Linked DNA regions of Mus musculus: all the other regions are linked to region 2. A link is a contact called in public Hi-C and promoter capture Hi-C data. All regions are on one chromosome and are shown on one strand. The core of a region is the stretch at or near the end of the contact, and the rest is flanking DNA. Distances in the headings are between cores, read along the strand shown.

Region 1 (2,700 bases), core at 191-2,690, 610 kb after region 2:
AGAAGTGTAGGCAAAAGAAGGGGTGAGAAGAGATGGGGACTACACATTCAAAAAGACTCTGAGGGCAAACTAAACAAGTGGACTTCACACAGCAGAATGGTTTAGGGGTGAGGGTGCTTGCTGCTGTGCCTGGTGACCTGAGTTCAGTCCCTGAAAATCACATAAATGTGGGAGGAGAGAACCAACTCCACATTAGCCCCTAACACATGCGCTCCCATCCACCCCTCATGTGCACACAGCATCACTACTACCACTACAAGAATGACTACTACTACCACCATGACTATTAAAAAAAAAAAAAAAAAAAAAAAAAGCTTAAACGAGATCACTGGGTAGTTCTGAAGTGGACCTGTCAGATTACTGTTGATAAACTCCCCAGGATGTAGAAAGATGATGTCTTCATTGTAAATAGTTTTGTTTGAGATTCTTAGGAAATATCTTGGAAAAGGACATGAACATTCAAGCTTTAAGCCTGATTCATTTTACTCTAACATAAAATATACACATAGTAAAGGAATATTAACTTTATGTCAACAGCCTTTAACAGTAAATGGTAATTATGCTGGAATTTTTTTTTTCTTAGCTGGTGAGAAGAGTATCAATCAGACTCTAGGATGAGAGATTCCTCAAACCTACAAACAATAAAAAGGCAACAAAACCAAGAAAAGCAAACCAACCTGCCAAAAACCCTGGAAAAACAATAACCAAACAACCAAAAGCAAACAAAACAAAACAAACAAACAACCCCCCAAATAAAAACAAAACAAACAAACCAAAACCACAAAAATCAAAAAACCCATCTGGTTGCAACACAAGAATAGACCAATCAGTAGCGCTGTTCTATTCCAGGGTAAGAAACGATTCAAGCTAGATTTCACAGCGGCCCGAAAGACATGGATAAATAAGTTTGTGAGTTTGTGAGTGAATTAACTACCACCTCTAGGATATCTATGAAATCACAGGAGGGTGGAGCCTAAAAGAAATCCTGCTTATCTAGGGCAGGGGTTGATGCAAGGTCTTCCAGCTTTATCCTGGAGCACAGTTGTTCAGATAACTCCTGTTTGACATGTCTCCCCTGTCCTTTTGGTCCGGGACTTGCTCGAACGCCTCAATTTTGCCCTCTAGGAATGAATGCATGATCCTTTCCTGCCAGTCCTTTATTTGGAAGCTCAAAATAAATACACATAGGAAGGAAGACATCAGAAGAGATTCTGCACCGGAGGACTAAGTGGATAGAAGGTTTGGGTATGTAGCTCAAGGCTACACCTATGTCTATTATTCGTGAGACCCTGGATTCTATCCTCAGCATCTCTGGAGATAAAAAGAAAGTGGATGGAGACAGAATGAATAACCTTCGCTTTCTAATAGGCTGGGCAGGGGCGGAACGGACCTTTGTGACGTCCAGGGCCACGCCCCCACAGAGGGCGCTACGCCTGCGCCAGAACGGCTGCCTTGCTCCCGGAAGTGGAGGGTTTACACTGTGTGCCGCTGGGTCTGAGTGACCAAAGGCAGTAGCGCTCGCGGAGATCACCCGCTGGCCCTCGATCACCATGTCGGCCTTCGACACTAACCCCTTCGCGGACCCAGTGGACGTAAACCCCTTCCAGGTAGAACCCCCAATTCTCAGATTTCTTTAGGGAAAAGGGCTGCGGCCTGGGCCTCTTTCGCCAGAGCCGGGGACGTGGCGTAGGAGGGACGGATCACCTGTCCAATGGGAGAGCGGTATCTGAAGGCTGGCCTATCATAGTTTGTATGGAGGCGGGACTTTGCAACAGGTGGAACTGCGGCAAGGGGGCGGGGCGCTGTAAAGAAGTGGGCACTTAGAGCACCCCGGGTTGTAGCCCATCCGACCGGCCTCTGCTGGAGAAAAGGGCCAAGCACGCGCTTATCCTGGGGAGGTGTCTTAGAGTCAGAAAGGGAAGCAAAATGTTGCTGTGCCATTTCTACAGTCTTGGGGGATCTACCTGTATTGAGTCATCCTAGGAGAAAGGCTCATTGAAACATAATGAGGAAGTAGAAGTCTGTTGGGGTGGAGAAATGTGGAGATAACCCAACACCTAACAGCAACAGCAGTAGCGAAGCAAGCATCTAAAGTACAGGAGAGTCCCTAGTGTTTATCAAGAAGGCTGAGAGAGGGTAGGAAGAGAGGCCAAGCCAGAAAATTACTTATTGGCCAAGCACTTTGTTTGGATTGAGTTTGGGCCACACACTTTGAGGAGAGGGAGGTGAAGGAGCTTGGAGCCCAAGGTACACGGGTCTGACAAATCTGCATGGGTGGTTACCGGCCTGACCTTTGGAACTTTGAAAGAATACAACAGTCTTCGGACCTAAGCCAAAACCTTCGCGTGGAGAACGCAGAGATGCCCAGTTGTCTATGTTGAAGAACTGGAACTCCTTTTAGTGCCAAGGCGCGTTCTACTTCTCCTTTCATGTCTGCCCGAAACCAGTTTGAGGGACGCATGCTTGTGATGACTGGGGATTTATGAGCGCAGCTGTTCCTCCGGTGTTAGTATGTCACCAAGCTCTTGAATTCGTCTTGCTGGTGCTTTATTTTGGTCCTCTACAGCTTCAGCATTTCCTGAAGGTGTTGGAGAAGTCCACTGAGCTTTTCCAGGGTGGGTCCTTCCAAGGGTGGGAGCAAAGCAAAGGCGCCTTGAACTAGATGGTTATACACTCAGGGAGTAGAGTATGACCATCTTC
Region 2 (2,700 bases), core at 3-2,502:
CACAGGGCTCCTGACTTTCCAGGAACTCTGCAGACCAGGCTGTCCTTTAACTTAGAGATCTGCCTTTCTCTGCCTCTTGAAAGCTGGCATTAAAGGCATGTGCTAGCACTACCAGCCAGTCCTGCTTTCACCCCCTGTTGTTCGATTACAGGGTGGTGCCACTGCAAGTTTAGCGCAGGCTATACAAACACATTGATTGCTGAGCAACATCCCTAGCCACACCCCAGTTCATTGAGGTGTTAGAAGCAACGCATCTGGCTCACATTATAAGCATTAAGTAGCAAGTCCTGTTTTCATTTTACATGCTAGAAGTCTTACCCTGCAGACACGATGTATGGGTTTGCTTAGGGTCTCCTAAATCTCGGTCACTCATGTAACTACTTTCAAACCGGACTAAGTGCTGCACTCAAATGCTGAACGTTACCTATCAGGAATCGAGCCAGGTCCCTTTCCGCGTCATGTTAGAAAGGAGAATAGGGATAGCAGTGGTGGCGCACGCCTGCACGCCTTTAATCCCAGCACTCGGGAGGCAGAAGCAGGCGGATTTCAGAGTTCGAGGCCAGCCTGGTCTACAAAGTGAGTTCCAGGACAGCCAGGGCTATACAAAGAAAGAGAGAGAGAGAGAGAGAGAGAGAGAGAGAGAGAGAGAGAGAGGAAGAGAGAGAGAAAGAGAGAGAAAGAGAGAGAGAAAGAGAAAGAGAGAGAAAGAAAGAAAGAAAGAAAGAAAGAAAAAGAAAGAAAGAGAGAAGAGAGAGAAAGGAGAGAGAGAAAGAGAGAGAGAAAGAAAGAAAGAAAGAGAAAGAAAGAAAGAAAGAAAGAAAGAAAGAAAGAAAGAAAGAAAGAAAGAAAGGGAAAGGAAAAAGGAAGGGAAGAAACGTTTATTAGTTCGAAACCTGAAAGCCATTCAGAAAATCGCACAAGCAAGACAAAAGGGCTGTCAGTGCAACTCTCGAGTTTGGGCACACCCGGAGAGGTGGCGGCCACGAAGTCACGGTTTTGTCAGTGAAAGGATCCGGGGCAAGTTTGCGATCAGTACTGAAGGCTCCGTATCGCGGACAATCTCGCTAGAATCCCGAAAAAGCCTAAACCAAATCTGGAAGCCCCTCCCTAGGGAGAAGAGTCGCTCAGTTCAGGGCGGAAGTAATGTCCTGCCCGACTCAACTCCCGCGATGCACCACGGTAGGCGGAGCCGGAAGTTCGAGTGCAAGCTTGAGCGGGGCGTGTCTAGCTCCGCTAAGGCACCTAATTGGTCAGTCGGCACAGGCACTGGCGGCGTGCGCGAGTGGTACGGACGTGCGGTAAGTCTGGCCCTGTCTAGTTTGGCGTTCTCTCAGCCGCAAGCTCAAACTTCTTCTGATGACCCAGGGCTGGCTTCGCAGCCGTTACCTGGGGAGGCTGGCCAGTCTTGGGGACTTGGACTTGGCCATATTTTTGTCGTTGTATTCCAGGCAGTCTGGCTCAAACTCATGAGGAACATTTATGTGTGGCAGGGAGAATTCTGTAACCGAAAGACAAACGACTCCATTGCTAGAGAGACAGTAGCGGGGAGGGCGGCAGAGTTCACGGACGTGTGGTGGGAGCATCTATTGGGCTGGAGAAGAGGCTTGGGTGAGCCTGACACTTAGGAATTAGTTCGCTTCTTTTCCTCGGCCTCCTGCCTTGCTGCCATTGCAGGTGTATGACACGTAAGGTCCTGTTAGGGATCATTTCTATGGCATACTTCAGGATACCTTGACGGGGAAGCTCAGTAATTATCTACTGAATACTCCCGGTTATTTTACAAACACTCTGATGCACACCTTAAATCCACACTGATAATAGTCACTTTTAACAAATTTTCTTAGAAAGTATTCTTAGCCGGGTGTGGTGGTTGCATACCTTTAATCTCAGCACTCAGAAGGCAGGCAGGTCTCTATGAGTTCGAGGCCAGCCTGGACTACAAGGAGAGTTCCAGGACAGAAAACCTGTCCCCAAAACAAAACAAAACAGAAAAAAAAAAAAGTATTTTTAATGTCTTAGGATATAGGAATGCAGCTTTCTTCTTTTTCTCCTGGGTTTCAGACCCAAGGCTTGGTGCAAATATGGTGCGCACTTTGGCAAGTACTTTACCAAGTGGAGGTATGGCACCATCCTTTGTTCTTTTATTTGTTTATTTTCCTATATGCATATGTGTATGTGTGTTTTGCCTACATGTCTGCACACCACATGGGTGCCATGCTGGGAAGAAAGTCAGAAGAGAGTTCCAGTTAGTTCCCTGGAATTGGTTTACAGGTGGTCATGAATTACCACATGAAACCCAGGTCCTCTGGAAGAGCAACCAGTACTCTCTTTTTTTTTTTTTTTTTTAACTAGTGCTGTGTGTGTTTTTAAGATTTATTTATTTTTATTTATATGAGTACACTGCAACTGTCTTCAGACACACACTAGAAGAGTGCATCAGATCTCATTACAGATGGTTGTGAGCCACCATGTGGTTGCTGGGAATTGAACTCAGGACCTCTGGCAGAGCAGTCAGTGCTCTGAACCGCCAAGCCATCTCTCCAGCCCCGCAACCAGTACTTTTAACCTAATGGCTGAACCATCTCTCCAGTACCCTTCCACCCTGTCCTATCCTGTCCTGTGCATTCTTGCAAGATGGAAACAGTTGATAACAGTGTAAAGGTACTTCCCACTGCAGAACTGTATATTTGAATGGTTAAG
Region 3 (2,700 bases), core at 13-2,512, 960 kb after region 2:
CTGTGTAGCCCTGGCTGTCCTGGAACTCACTATGTAGACCAGGCTGGCCTCAAACTCAGAAATCTGCCTGACTCTGCCTCCTGAGTGCTGGGCTTAAAGGCGTGCGCCACCACGCCCGGCAAGAATACAACTTTTACACTTGTGTACACAGTAGCTATTATGAACTTTTTTTAAAAAAAAGATTTATTTATGTATTTTATACACTGTCACTGTCTTCAGACACACCAGAAGAGGGCACCGGATCCCATTATAGATGGCTGTGAGTCACCACTTGGTTGCTGGAAATTGAACTCAGGACCTCTGGAAGAGCACTCAGTGCTCTTAACTGCTGAGCCTTCTCTCCAGCCTGAACTTTATCTTTTAAAATTACATTTTTTTATTAGTGTGTGTGTGTGGTCAGTTTTGGGGAGTCAGTTCAATCCTTTCACCATTTGTTCCCGGGGAGGTCCTCAGGTTTGAATGCAAGTGCTTTTACCTGCTGAGCCATCTCACCCGTCCCTCAGCTTCACAGTTTTAAAGTTGGTTGTTTTTGGTTATTGTTTTCCTTAATTGTGGAACTTTCTGAGAAAAATCACTTCTCTCTTGAGTTTAGCTAACTCTAACTTTTGTGTAAACTCAATCCAATTTGATTGTGCATTAGTTTCTCAGCCATCTAAAACAGGCAGTGTCTCCACGAAAGTTCAGTGGAAATTCCCCTCCCCAAACTGATTCTACGAATGACTGTGTTATAAACCCCATTGTTGCATGTTCGCGGTGGGCCAGAAACCCGACTTAATCACTCCCCTTACGGACTCAACTTTTAGCGCCCTGGTGCGCTGCCACAAGGCAGGTTTCCTGGGAGAAAGGAGCAAGAAGCACAAGAGGCTGGCTACGTGGGAGAACTGCGTCTTCATCGGAAGGGCCGCGGGGCGCCTGTCCACTTAGGAACCCGTCCCCCTCGGAGAAGGCTCGCCCTCCGGCCTAGGACTCCTCCAAACCCGGGACAACCAACAGGCTTCACATATATCCCTGGAGAGCGCGGGAATCATCGGGCTATTGGCTGCTTTCGAAAATTCCACACTGAGTCTCCCTACCTCAGGTGGTGGTACAATTGTGTCTGACAGAAAGCTACAACCTACTGGCTTCTAGGACCTCAAACTGCTCGTGCTCGCACTCACGCCTCCTAGGACCCGGAAGCATTGCCACTAGCTGCTGGACGGCCATTTATAAGGGGCTGGGTCTCAGTGAAAACTATAGTCCCCAGAATGCAGCGCGGAGCTTCCGGTTTCCGGCAAGAGGACCAGAGTGAGTGTTTACACCGGCGGCTCGCTGCGGCCGGGTTCCTTCCGCGGGACGGGTGAGGGCGCTGGGCCCCCTCCCTGGGCGCGCGGGGCTCTCGTGGGTCCGGAGTAGCTAACTGGTCCCACGAGAGAGGTGGGGTTGTCAACATTGTCCCTACTCACGACTAGGTATCTGTGACCTTGGGCCAAGAGACTTCAGCTTTCTGAGTCTTTATTCCTGATCTGTAAAATAAGGACAATGATGCCAGTTTCAGGAGACAGTTGTGAGGATTGAAATCGGTATACAAAAACCTCCTTTCTCGCTTTAAACCTAAAGGTGGATAGTACCTTGAAGTCCGCTGGGTCGCACCACAGTTTTTTCTTAGCCTTGTCTTTACTGCAAGAGACCTCTTTGGCAGAAATAGTGTCTGTAACAAGGACTGGTCTTGCGGTACAAGGCTCTTGCACCCTTTGAATTTTTAGATTTATTTTGTGGGCATTCATATATGTCAGGCTGGGGACTGTGTTAGAAAAGCTCTAGTCTTGGCTTTCAAGAATGGGGGGGGTTTCACAAATATGAGGGACGCAATGAGAAGTTGAGAAGTAAATAAGTTGTACAAGGGAAAAAGCAGCAAAGAGAAGGTAGCTTTCTAAGTCTGGCATCTGGTAATGAAGCTGGCTGACTTGTCCTCAAATCTATTGATTTGTGTTGCTCTTTTGCCTTGAGGGAACAGGGAATGTGTGACCAAGAAGAGAGCATGGAACCGATGTGTTTGTGTGGGTCTTGGTAGGAGTTTGCTAAGAGGCCAAAAAGGGAAGAGAACTTATATGCAAAGACAGGAGGTGAGCAGAGTTACATATAGGGGACAACTTTGTTATGAAGTATACTTACGTGTGTTGTTATAAAGGGGCAGGGCTGGGTCTATTGAAGAAAGCTGGTAGGCGTCAGAATAAATGGGTTTGTAATCTGGCTGTGGAGTTAACACCCACCTGTTCATAGAAGTGCTTTGGGATTAATGGGGGCCTTCTAAGCAGTTAAGTTTGTTAGATCTGTGTTTTAACAATAAGACATTGGGTGGTGCTATAGATCTCTGATAAGGGCAGGCAAGAGAGACAAGGGCCCTCCTTAAAGTGTTGTTATAGCTAAATCAAAAGCTGGAGAAGAAAACCAGAAATGAGTGTGTAGAAGGGAGAGGGTTGGGTGATCTTGCTTGAACCTCACAACATTCCTATCCAACTGATTGGCCTTTTGTGTTTACTTTTTTTTTTTTTTTCTTTTGTTTTTTTGAGACAGGGTTTCTCTGTGTAGCCCTGGCTGTCCTGGAACTCACTTTGTAGATCAGGCTGGCCTTGAACTCAGAAATCCTCCTGCCTCTGCCTCCCAAGTGCTGGGATTAAAGGCGTGTGCCACCAATGCCCGGCTTTTGTGTTTACTTTAAAG
Region 4 (2,700 bases), core at 73-2,572, 810 kb after region 2:
AAATTGTCATGCCTGAAAAATGAAGATAACACCTCTCATACTGGCAAAGATGGCCCAATATTTTGGCCATGAAGTACCACACATAGGCAGTAATGGAGATAATCTCCCTTGCAACGCATCCCAGGCAGGTGAAAAATGGGAGCTACCAGGTGGCCCATGTCCTCCTCCCAGCCAGGTCGTTTGAGCCTATTTCTCACAAATTCTCCGATTCCATGAGTCCTCGGCAAAGAAGCTTTTTAAAACGTAAAGGCCACAATTATGCTTTGGGAGGCTCTGCTCTGAACAATGAAGAAAAAGGCAATGTGACCAATGAGACCAAGTTACTGGATGCCAATTTTTCTATGAGCACAGGCCTCTCTGGCTTCTCATTTGCTGTTCCTGGCTAGAGAACCGGGCTAACAAGAAGAGCAGCCAGCCAGGTCAGCGGCTGCCCTCCCGGATTCCTGCCACCCAAGCGACCCATGGTTATTTTTGGCTGGCAGTGCCCCACCACTGCAACCTCAAACCTGCCACCTCGCAATCTGCGGCTGCCACCGGGCAAAAACGCTCCTCCTTTTCAAGGGCACGGAGGAGGGAAACTGGAAGGCCGCCAACTCCGCCTTGATGGGGGCTAGACTCTGGCAATTCCCACCCAAGCATCAGGGCACCCGCACCCGGAACTAAAGCATAGAGGCTCCCGACCGGACCGAGGAGCAGCCTGGACATTTGTACTCCTGGCTTGGTCTGGCCCATTCTCCGGGATGGAGCGGTTCCATCATAACAAAACACGGAGGGGGCCGGCGGCCCGCACTCGAGTCCCTTCCTTCTGCCCGAATCCCAGGGATCTCAGAGCCCCGTTCCCCGTAACCGCCAAGGGAAGACCCGGCGACCAAAGGGATGGCCAGCCTGGGCCAGAATCAAACTCCAGGCGGCGCGCGAAGGAGATCTGCGGGCTAAGCCTCGAGCTCGGGGCAGGGAAAGCCTTTCCAGGATAGCCTAGGTCGGACGCGACCCAGCCAGCGGGCCGGCGCGGGACCCAAAGGGAAGCCTCCCAGCCGGCTCCGAGGCCGCTGGAGCTCCGCCTCCAACACCGCGGGAACCAGAAAAGGGGTCTGCAGTGACCGCCCTCAGGGAGAGAAGCGGCGGGTCAGGGGTGAGAGGTCGGGACCGCGGCCTGACGTGGGCCGAAGAGGGAAATAGGTCCAAGCCGAGACCCGACCGGGTGGCACGGTACCCGTACCGGCGTGGCCGTCCCCACCGACTCACCCCAGCTGCCCGGCCACGGGCTCGGGCCCACACTCACCGTCTCCCAGGCTCCGGCTGCGGCTAGGCCCCACTCCCCACTCCGAGCGCCTCTTCCGCTTCCGGCTCTGGCCTCCGCCCGTGGCAGCACCGCCCCCTCGCGTGACGCAGCCGTCGGCGGCCCGGGCTCGACCCGGCCCAGAGGCCTGACCGCTCTAGCCCCGAACTCGCAGACTCTGGGGGACTGGCCTGCCCCGCCAGGGTCCGGGCGACATCGGTGGAGGTCTCTTCCCGGAGGTCCCGGGAGCAGCCTCGGGCCGCGGCCTGCCCCTCTCCGTGTGGTGCTGCACGTAGGCCCCCGAGGCCGCATCGGTGCGCGACCACGGTCTGAGGACGGCTCTGGGCCTAAAGGAGGAACCCACCGGACTGCCAGGCTGGGGCCGCTTCCCCGCCGCGGCCCAGCTGTGCTCGCCAGCCTCTTCCTGCGCGCGGAGAGGACCGGCATTGTTCTCCCGGGGCCCGGGAGGGCGCTAGAGACGAAGGCGGTCGGTGCGCCCGGGCAGAGGAAGGCGGGCGCGACTCCGCTTGCGCGCAAGAAGCAAACGACACATTCTGCTCTCGGCTTGTGCGGGTTTTTTGAAAGTCCTGGTGCCACGCCCCAGCTGGCTCGAGCGAGCAGTCTCCGGGAAGATCCCCGCGAGCCTCGGCGGTGGGGTCTGACGGAGAAATCGTCCCCTTCCCTTGAACACCTCAGAGCGTCTTGCTGTCAGTCTTGCTAGGAAACCCGCGCCACACAAAAGCCCCGAGCCGCGCCGCGCTCCCGCTCTGCCACTCGAGTCACTCAGCCCGTCCTTTCGCTGCGGCATCGGGCGTGAGGCACCCAGTCTAGACCCCTCCCACCTACTGTCCAACGCTTTGTCGTGGCAGGATCATGAGGTCTTATTTTTTTTTTTTTCAGAAGAGAATACAAGTCGCGGTCCTTTGGTTGGGCCTCGCTTTGACAGCGTCCCCGCCCCCGCGCGTCGCGCAGCCAAGCGGGCGGGTGCCGCGCCTAATTGCCCCACGCCACGCGAGGTCCGCGAGGCTGCGGCGGCCGGCCAGGGCGGGGCATAGCTTTAGGATCTTGCTGACTCAACGCGGACAGCCAGGGTTTCCCAGGTGTCCCCTCCCCGTACGGGATGCGCGCCCACCAGGTGCTGTGGCTCCCTAGGCCCCCCTGCAGTGATGAAACTGCCTTTAGAGAGCTTTGCCTCTGGTTCTGACGTAATGGCCCGGCATCTTCATCACCAACCAAGTAAAAGCGGTTGAGTTAAAAAGCTGGGTGATTATGTTTTGCAAACTCAAACTGACTCATAGTCACCTTCCAACCCCACAGACATTCAACAGCCATTTCAACTGCTTCTGCCCGAGTCCTGCCCCATTGGTTTCCAGCCTAGAAGCCAAAGATTGAAATATCCAGGCGTCAGAAGATGCAGCTCC
Region 5 (2,700 bases), core at 133-2,632, 530 kb before region 2:
CAACAAATGGAGCATAAGATGGGGGATAACGAGAAGGGGACCCAATTCAGATGGGTAGTCCTCTTCGAAGGAGGAAAGGAAATTGGCAAGAACCCATAAGCCAAAGGGCAAAGAAAAACAAATGTCTAACCCAGCCTCTCAAAATCCCAAACCCCTAAGCAACCTAGGAAGCCTGCGCACATTAGGGGCTCCCTGGCCAGAGCGTAAAGTGAGCAGGCACAGAGCCACCGGTTCCGTCCTGACTGCTGAGGCAAGGCTGAGCCTGATCCTCCAAAGTCTGGGAGTGAGGCGACCATACAGACTAGGCAGAAGCCCTTCTTGCCCCAGCCTCCACATCTCCAGCTCCTCTAAGGCTTCACTTTCCCCTGGAGCCTCGCAGCCCAGCCCCGGGAAGTCCCTAGCCGCCAGGTTCCAACTTTCCCTCCTCTGGGGGGCGCCGCGCTCCCGGGACCATCGCAGCCAGGGTAACGAGGCCTGGGCCGGTGGGGGGCATGAGAGGGCTCGCGGCGCCCGCGGGGCGCGTGGGTGGCCGGGGCACTGCAGCCCGCGCCCCGCAGGACGCACGGGCTGCCGAGCCCCTGCGGCGCCACCCAGTCCCGATCCCCCCTAGGTCCGCGTCCTCACCTCTCGGCGACCCTGGCCCCATAAGCCAGCGCGTGTGGGAAAGGGACCGGAGGGTACGTGGGCAACCCTGCCCCCGTTACCTGAGGGGAGCACAAGCCGTTGCGATATTCAGCATTGCCTCCTGTCCCGTCCCCTTTCTGGTGATCGCGGCCGCCTCCACCGAGCAACTGACACAACTAACTAACTACTCGCGGCCGCGGAGTCCACAGCGCGCTCCCGGCCGCTCTCCGTCCGCCCAGCCCACCAGTCCGCTCGCTCCTCCCAACCCTGCACGCCGCCCCGCCGCGCGCACCCTTGCCGCTTCACTTCTTCAGACCGCGCGCGCTCGCCCGCGCGTGCCCGCACCAAACCTCGGCGGTCTCCGAGCTCTACTCTCAGCCCCATGGGAGGAGTTGACAAGAGGCCACGCCTCCCTGAGTGCCAATATCCGGAGAACACGAGCTAGAGAAAGTCTGATTGGCTGAGGGGTGGAGCCAAAGCCAGGGGGCGGGGCGGCAGGGACCTTGAGTCCATGTGACGGGGAATTTGGGTTCAATTAAACGCCAGTGGAAAGAAACAGCGCAGATTTGGATTTTTTTCGGGGCCGAATCACCTTAAGTCAGCCATTCGTCTAGTACAGAATAACTATCCTCTAAGAGTCCAGTATACAGTAATTAAAATTTAAGTCCCACTATTTTTTGAGAGCCTTAGCAATGAAAATGAAAACTACATTTCCCAAGAACCTTCGCGAAAGTGTGTCTCACCTTGCGTGGTCACGTAGTCCTTCGCCGCATTGGGCAAAATAATCCCTTCATTTCTCTGAAAGTATCGGGTATAACATTTCACGTCTCTCCTCAACGGAACAATTCTCAGTATTACCACGTTAAAAGAAGTTACCTATCTGGAGGTGACTAAGTGATTAGGTAAAGAGTAAGAAAAGACACCAAAATAAAGTACTGCGGAGGAATTTCTGTCAAGCTGTGAGACGACGGAGTGAAGAGTGAAGGCGATTGCGAGGGGCTGAGGGAATTGTCCTCTGTGCAAGGGACTTTCATTAGTCCCCAGGCCCCTGCCTGCTCCTGCCGTCAGCAGGTTAGTAAGCAAGACGAGCATGGGGGTGGCAACAGTCGAGATGTCCTTCCCCCTTTGAAGATCATCCTTCTTTTGCTGCTGCTGTTATTGGTTTGTCTTGGTTTAAGGCCCACTGAATGGGGGCGCCTCACTTCCGGTTGGGGGAAGGGAGACATGCTGTCATAGGGGAGGGGGAACTGTAACTCACTTCCTGTGGGGGTAGGATGATGTTTGGGGGGTGTCCAAGCCACTTCCCGTGTTGATGAGAGCCAGAAAAGGTGTTGGTTTGTGCCATTCTCAGAGAGAGTTCCTACAGCCTTGGGGTTGTATTTTCACGTCACAAGTTCGGTTATTTCCCCAAATTATGATAATCACCAGGCCACGATCAGAATTTATGTATTTTGTTTCTGTGTGTAAATTGGAAAATCTCTCCCCAGCAAGATTGTCTTAATGCTGTCTCCAAAGAATTTTAAACACCTTGTTAAAATTCTCTGCAAGATTACATACTTTGTTATGTGACTTGTGAATTGCCCACCCTTGCACCCAAGTCAAGCTTGTCCTTAACTGAGTGAAGTAGTGTAGGCTCTACCTAGACACGGAACAGGAGCTCCTTAGCCGCTCTTTTAAGGAGGTAGTTTATAAGTTAGAGTACCGAATAGTTCACACAAATTACAGGGCATTTTCATGTTTGCAGAGGGAGAGAGTGTCATGCTGCAGTACTCCGATTTGATGTTACCGTAATAAAGGGCACTAATGTGTTACATACTTAGAACTGTTCCTTTAGGACTTAAGGATTCACCTCATGCTGGAGAAGACATCATCCACTTTAGTGTTGTTTTCATGTAGCTTTCTTGGGATGTTTATGAAAGATGCATTTTATGGTGTCTCCCCGTTTGTAATTTGAGTTTGTTACTGATTGAAAAATGAGGTCTATTTATGGTTTTAAAACCTGGCCAAAGGATGGCAAGTTCAGTGACGTACTGAGTGAGAGGAAAATGTCTCGGGAAGAACTAAAGATGAGGCAGA
Region 6 (2,700 bases), core at 76-2,575, 890 kb after region 2:
GGAAGATAAGAAAATGTAACCTTTTACCATCTTCAAAAATTCATGGGAGAACTAATCTCTAACAAGAAAAAAAAATGGCTTTGATTTATATAAATTTTTACACGTTTAAAGAGTATAATTTTTAAAGCTGGGGAGGCGGGGAGTTCAAAAACCAACCAGAGCCATGCTAGACAAATCTCATTTTGTTTCTTAGAAGCACTTGGTTGTAGCTTTCATAGGCGGATAAAAGATTCCAATTCCAATTGGCCCCTTACTGCCTGTCCCTCCTCCTGGCAGTTTGGAAAGTATAAGTTATGCCTGCAGCAATACTTTCTTTCTGCTTTAGTTCTTATTCTGTAGGGAAGCCTGAAAGTTGGCAAAATTGTTCCTTTAAAATAAAAACCCCGTTGGGGACAAAACAAAACGCACACAAAAGAAGAGCAAGCAATTCACTGGTCATTTAGAAATATTCGTATAATCTTTAAAGTCAAACAACACAACTGGAATATTTCAACCAACTCCTGCCAGTCATAGTACAACTGCTTCTTTTCTGGTTGGCACCATCTTCTCGGTAGGCTTTCCTCAGCAAGGGAGAGGGGTGTCCGATAGCGTCTTTATTAAGACAGAGATGACTCCGTTTTACAACTCAATTGGCACATCCTCCCGAAGAGTCCATCTCATCCCAATCCCTAAGCAGCCAAGGATTCAAACAATACTACTAACATCTAGAGAATTTACGTCTCCGAAATCTAACTTCATCTCTCCATCCCTCGCTCGGGTTTTTTAAACTTCCCGGACCTCCAAACCGAGAGCAACGGACTGCTTGCCGCTTGAGCCCGGCCTTGGTGACCATTTCCCTTACCTTCGTTTCCAGCTCTGTCCCCGACCCTCTTCGACCCCTCTTTCCATTCTTTACCTCCCACCCAATGGAGCCCTATCACTTTTACTTCCACCAAGCCCCCTTTGCCAATCTCCCGGCTCTTCTCTAATTACTCCATCTAAGCTCGCTCTGCGGTTGCCAAAAGGGGGGGGGGGTCCCTTACCTTTCCCATCTCTTTATCTCAAACCACTCCTTTGGACACCGGGAGGACGGGGCTCCTCCCGATGCTCTCACTTTTTCTCAGCGGACCCCGGCTTCACTAGCCCGCGTCTCCCCTACACACCTGCCTCGGCTCCCATTTCGGTCCCCTCCACCTGCCACAGCCCCTCTCCCGCCGCGGCAGAAAGAACCACGACCCGCGCCGCTCACCTATGTGCAGCGTTCCGGGCTCGCGGGTAGGGAGGAGGCAGCCGCTCAGACCCCAGCGTAGCAGCTGAGCCTGCTACTCCTCCGCAGCTGGGGGCCACAGCCGGGGCGGGGCCCGCACCGGAAGCTGTGCTGCGGGGCCCGGCCGTCAGCCCGGGGCGGGGGAGGGGCAGGTAGGGGCGGGGCCCCACGGTGGGGGGCGGGGCCCGAGGCCGGAAGCAGCTAAAAAGGGAACGAGGTGGGGGTGGGTGGGTAGTGCGAGACGGAAGTGACTCCTAGAGACCGCCCTCTGGTTGAAGCCGTGGGCGGAAGCCATTTAAGGCGGGCGGAGGCTTCGGCCAATGGGAGAGCACGGACTCAGAGGAGTTCCGGTGTGAGTGCTTTCGCGGGGAGTTGAAAAGAGTAGGACTGACTACAGCACACGGGTTTCTGGCTGCCGTGGTTGTGAATTGTTTGTAATAAGTGAAAGAAAGGAATAAAGAGTGCTAACTTTCAGCTAGTCTTAATGAAGCATTCCAGCCTTTTATTAGTTTTTTTCTAAATTTCACTTTTTGGATTGAAATTTTCCTGTTCTGGAACACCACCTCTATCCATCCCCAACCTCACCTCGTCACAGGGGTTAATGTTTTCTTTCTTCAGGTTCCAAAGGTAGAAGCTGAATCCTGGCACCGCTTATACAATAAAACAACAAAACCTTGTCTTCTGGGACTCCTAACTCTGGGGAACTTCTGTGAATTTATGCATGCACCTCCTTGTTTTACCTTTCTCCCAACTGACCATCATCCTTGATCCAGAGTCTATGGCTCGCTTAGTTTTGGGTCTTAAAACAATCCCAGCCAAAACCTAGAACTTATTGCCACTGGCTTTTCTTGTCCCTTCCCTTCTTCCTTCCCTTCCCCTCTTTTCTTTCTTGTTAGAAGGTAGCTCACCTATTTAGCAAAAGTAGTTGACCATCAAGCTCCAGGAATCCTGTCTTTACTTCTGAAATGCTAGGATTGCAGGTGTGCACCACACCTGGCTTTTTACTGAGGCGTTGGATATCCAAATTTAGACCCTTATTCTTTGGCGCCACGCTCTTAACTCACTAATCCATCTCAGTTCCTGATGAAAACTTTTATGGTTTGTTGTTGTTGTTGTTTGTTTTGTTTTGTTGCAGTCCTGGTCCCTTATTTCTTTTTTGTCCACTAGGCCATGAATTCATATGGAATGGGCTCCAGCAGTTTCCGTTAGTCCTCACAAAGTGTGCTTCTCTGGTTGACGCAGGCTGGCGCTTCAGCTGCACCCGGGTGCCCTTCTCCTTGGCTTCCTTCTTCTGATCGTTCTCCTTCACCCGCTTCAGGAAGCTGTCCCTGCTCTTCGAGTGCTTGATGTGCTCAATCCGCACATTGATCCTCTTGGCCAGAATTTTGCCCTTAACTTGCTTATTTACAATGATGCCCACAGCATGCTGGGTGACATTGTAGACTCTTCCGGGT
Region 7 (2,700 bases), core at 150-2,649, 870 kb after region 2:
AGATCCAGAAGCTGGAGTTAAGGGGGCTGTGAGCCACCCAACACAGTGGGGTTTGGGGTGGGAGTGGGGAGATAGTACTTCCAAGAGCAGCAAGTGCTCTTAACCACCGAGCCATCTCTCTAGCCCCTCAGGTTTACTTTTTAGACTCTAGGTTTGTACTCTGACTATAAAAACACGAATAAAGGGTGAGGCTTAGCTTTGTGGTTAAAAAGCTTGCCTGGCCCGTAGCAGAGCCTGGGTTCAATCTTCAGCACTACAAAAGCAGTAGACAAGAAACCACGCACAGACACAGCATCGCGCACATTCACAAGAGAAAAGCCAGCTGAAGTACAACACGTGGGGCTACTGTTTTTGTTAAAAATATAAATAAAAAGGTAATTTTTAAAAGCCTGAAAAGGTATAGACTTACCAAGAAACCACCCCAAAGTCCTGCTGACTTTTACTTCATACATTTTAAGGTATATGTCATTTTTACTTCTCAAATACTTTAAAATACATTTGACAGACATAATGAATCAAATTTGTAATCCCAGTACTTGGGAAGCAGAGGCAGGAAGATTCTAAGCTTGAGGACAGCAAAGGCCAGAGTGATATCCTGTCTCAAATTTTTGAAAATTGTATTTTATTTTATTAAGACAGAGTTTCACTACGCAACCCTGGCTGGCCTGGAGTTTGTTACATAGACCGGCCTATCCTTGAACTCACAGAGATCTACCTGCCTCGGGCTCCCAAGTACTGAACTAAAAGTGTGTACCACCATTAATTAAATTTTACAAATGACACTTTAGCATTTACTTAAATAATAAAAAATGTCCAGACTATCAGGTAATAAAAGCAGAGCACAAAACTGTATATAAAATAAAATAATAAACATATAGTAGGCATTTTCCTTTAAAATACAAAGGAAATACCACAAATGTTTATAGTTCTAGCTAAGTTATATGACTGTGGTTGATTGTTACCTTTTCTTTATAAATTTGTATATTCTCCATATTTCCTAACTGAGCCCAAATGACTCCTACGATCGGAGAGAAAACAGCAGGAGTTATATAGACCGACTGATTACTGAGACAGGTCTTAGGCAGCCTGGGCTGTGGACTGGCGTGTGTGCTGATGACGACGCTGAATTACTGGCCCTCTCTGCACTGCGGAATTTAAGACACCACACCCCCAGCCTATGAGGTGCTGGGGACTGAACCCAAAGCTTTGTGAGTCTAGACAAGTCTTCATAAAGCTGTTTTTAAAGTAATGAAACCATTGAGAGACTCTACCTACCTCTTCCCTGTTCTGTCTGCAAGGAAGCAGAAGGCAGCGCAGGGCCTTCCTGCTGAGACCACATACAGGCTACTTCCCTCTTTCCTCATCTGCCCTTAGACAGACAGACAAAAGGAATGATGAGAGGTCCCGGCTCAGTGAACTAGAGCCAGTCATGGTCACAGGACAAAAGTCCTAGCTGTTAAAACACATAGGAGAAAAAAAAAGAAAAAGAAAGAAACAAAACCACTAGCAAGGAAAGGATATTTTGAGGTGGAAAAACTACTGACTCCTCTAATTCTGAACAAAGCCTACAGAAATCCTAGTCTACTCCTCCCCACAGAGCTAAGCACTGGAATCGAGAACTGAAGGGAAGTAGGAGCAAGTGCTAAAGCTGAGCGCTCGCGAGCTTGCCTGCCCGTAGCAGAGCCTGGGTTCAATCTTCAGCACTACAAAAGCAGCAGCAAGAAAGCAGGCACAGACACAGCATCACGCACATTCACAAGAGAAAAGCCAGCTGAAGTACATACAACACGTGGGGCTACTGTTTTTGTTAAACAAAATATGTGATTTGAAACATCTAAAAAGGTATAGACTTACCAAGAAACCACCCCCAGGTGACTTCTACCTCACACATGTTAACCTACATGTCAAGGTTACTTCTCACAGAGCTCTAGTCAGCTTCAACACTGGCCCCTACTCCTATTGTTGCCCAACTTGATTTTTAAATTTAAAGTTTAATTATTACTTTTTAATGTATTTATTGGGGGGAGGGGCTGTGAGCCTTGTCTCCTTCCACTGCATGAGTCCTAGGGGGCCAGACTTAGGTCACCAGGCAACTAGCTGCATCTCTGTCAGCTGAGCATCAAGCTCTGTTTCTTTATCTTTTCTTTTTTGAGACAGGGTCTCACCAGGTATCCTCAGTTGGCTTGGAACTCACTATTTAGAACAGACTATCCTTGAACACATAGAGATTTGCCTGCCTGCCTGCCTCTGCCTTTTGAATGCTGAGATTAAAAGCATGTGCTACCATGCTGGGGGCTGAAGGGGAAGAAAGGGCAACTACAGCTCTTACCAGGGGTGAGGGCTGGGGATTTAATTGTTTCCCCAACCCTAGACGCCAAGGTGCCTGTCTCAGGTGTATCAAGAGCCAGAACAGAAATCACTACAGAAGAGCCTGCCAGGTTAGAGGGGCACACGGCTTTGCCGCCGTCAGCCCAGAGCGCCCACTGCAAGTCAGCCTCTGACTAGGCACAAGCCTATGAGTCTCAGCTGCTAAGCAGAGCCTAGCACAGGCGAAACCAAACACCCTTAAGTGGACAGTCTTTTACAAATAAAGCCCTACCAAATGAGCTTACAAAGAAGACAGAGCAAAGCCCCACAGGAGGAAACCAACAATTACACAGGTGAGGACAGAACAAAGGAAAAACACGCAGGCAAATTCAA

What was found. Promoter capture Hi-C pulls out the DNA fragments that hold promoters and counts their contacts. Hi-C and Micro-C count contacts between places; a contact is called where the count stands out from the background.
Region 1: a promoter capture Hi-C map of pre-B cells shows a contact between it and region 2. The contact joins the promoter of Scamp2 here to the promoter of Snupn in region 2. A contact is called at or near these places in 4 of 39 promoter capture datasets (cranial neural crest, erythroid cells, neural stem cells and 1 more), 1 of 484 Hi-C or Micro-C datasets (embryonic stem cells), 4 of 115 datasets of contacts at active chromatin or transcription factors (bone marrow-derived macrophages, large pre-B cells, microglia and 1 more) and 1 of 9 other capture datasets (adipose tissue).
Region 3: a promoter capture Hi-C map of pre-B cells shows a contact between it and region 2, with 2.3 times the contacts expected there. The contact joins the promoter of Ubl7 here to the promoter of Snupn in region 2. A contact is called at or near these places in 4 of 39 promoter capture datasets (cranial neural crest, liver, neutrophils and 1 more).
Region 4: a promoter capture Hi-C map of erythroid cells shows a contact between it and region 2, with 22 times the contacts expected there. The contact joins the promoter of Clk3 here to the promoter of Snupn in region 2. A contact is called at or near these places in 7 of 39 promoter capture datasets (the C10 cell line, erythroid cells, hippocampal neurons and 3 more), 3 of 484 Hi-C or Micro-C datasets (B cells, CD4 T cells and uterus) and 2 of 115 datasets of contacts at active chromatin or transcription factors (large pre-B cells and microglia).
Region 5: a contact with region 2 is called in a promoter capture Hi-C map of erythroid cells, with 26 times the contacts expected there. The contact joins the promoter of Hmg20a here to the promoter of Snupn in region 2. A contact is called at or near these places in 3 of 39 promoter capture datasets (cranial neural crest, erythroid cells and second pharyngeal arch cranial neural crest), 1 of 484 Hi-C or Micro-C datasets (embryonic stem cells) and 1 of 115 datasets of contacts at active chromatin or transcription factors (effector CD8 T cells).
Region 6: a contact with region 2 is called in a Hi-C map of uterus, with 14 times the contacts expected there. The contact joins the promoter of Arid3b here to the promoter of Snupn in region 2. A contact is called at or near these places in 3 of 39 promoter capture datasets (liver and pre-B cells), 3 of 484 Hi-C or Micro-C datasets (CD4 T cells, regulatory T cells and uterus), 1 of 115 datasets of contacts at active chromatin or transcription factors (bone marrow-derived macrophages) and 1 of 9 other capture datasets (adipose tissue).
Region 7: a contact with region 2 is called in a promoter capture Hi-C map of pre-B cells, with 2.2 times the contacts expected there. The contact joins the enhancer-like site here to the promoter of Snupn in region 2. A contact is called at or near these places in 4 of 39 promoter capture datasets (embryonic stem cells, liver, neutrophils and 1 more) and 1 of 9 other capture datasets (liver).

The regions. Positions count from the first base shown.
Region 1 is chr9:57,559,504-57,562,203 of GRCm38.p6, forward strand. Scamp2 (secretory carrier membrane protein 2) reads left to right here and starts at 1,441. Exons shown (of 9, transcript NM_022813.3): 1 at 1,441-1,607. The coding sequence starts at 1,551.
Region 2 is chr9:56,949,656-56,952,355 of GRCm38.p6, forward strand. It overlaps Snupn (snurportin 1), which reads left to right and starts at 1,253. Exons shown (of 9, transcript NM_178374.4): 1 at 1,253-1,298.
Region 3 is chr9:57,909,724-57,912,423 of GRCm38.p6, forward strand. Ubl7 (ubiquitin-like 7 (bone marrow stromal cell-derived)) reads left to right here and starts at 1,263. Exons shown (of 11, transcript NM_001122873.1): 1 at 1,263-1,336.
Region 4 is chr9:57,763,792-57,766,491 of GRCm38.p6, forward strand. It overlaps Clk3 (CDC-like kinase 3), which reads right to left and starts at 1,323. Exons shown (of 13, transcript NM_007713.5): 1 at 1,283-1,323.
Region 5 is chr9:56,417,237-56,419,936 of GRCm38.p6, forward strand. Hmg20a (high mobility group 20A) reads left to right here and starts at 1,383. Exons shown (of 10, transcript NM_025812.3): 1 at 1,383-1,695. Peak1 (pseudopodium-enriched atypical kinase 1) reads right to left here and starts at 814. Exons shown (of 7, transcript NM_172924.3): 1 at 705-814.
Region 6 is chr9:57,835,454-57,838,153 of GRCm38.p6, forward strand. It overlaps Arid3b (AT rich interactive domain 3B (BRIGHT-like)), which reads right to left and starts at 1,326. Exons shown (of 9, transcript NM_001379353.1): 1 at 1,229-1,326. It also overlaps the pseudogene Gm7547.
Region 7 is chr9:57,819,277-57,821,976 of GRCm38.p6, forward strand. All of the region lies in intron 2 of Arid3b (AT rich interactive domain 3B (BRIGHT-like)), which reads right to left. Among named protein-coding and RNA genes, the nearest start is that of Arid3b, 16 kb to the right of the region's middle. Within about 2 kb of position 1,400, at least 78 of the 459 cell types and tissues checked have an H3K27ac peak or open chromatin away from gene starts, as enhancers often do. A contact at or near this core is called in pre-B cells, where this site is marked.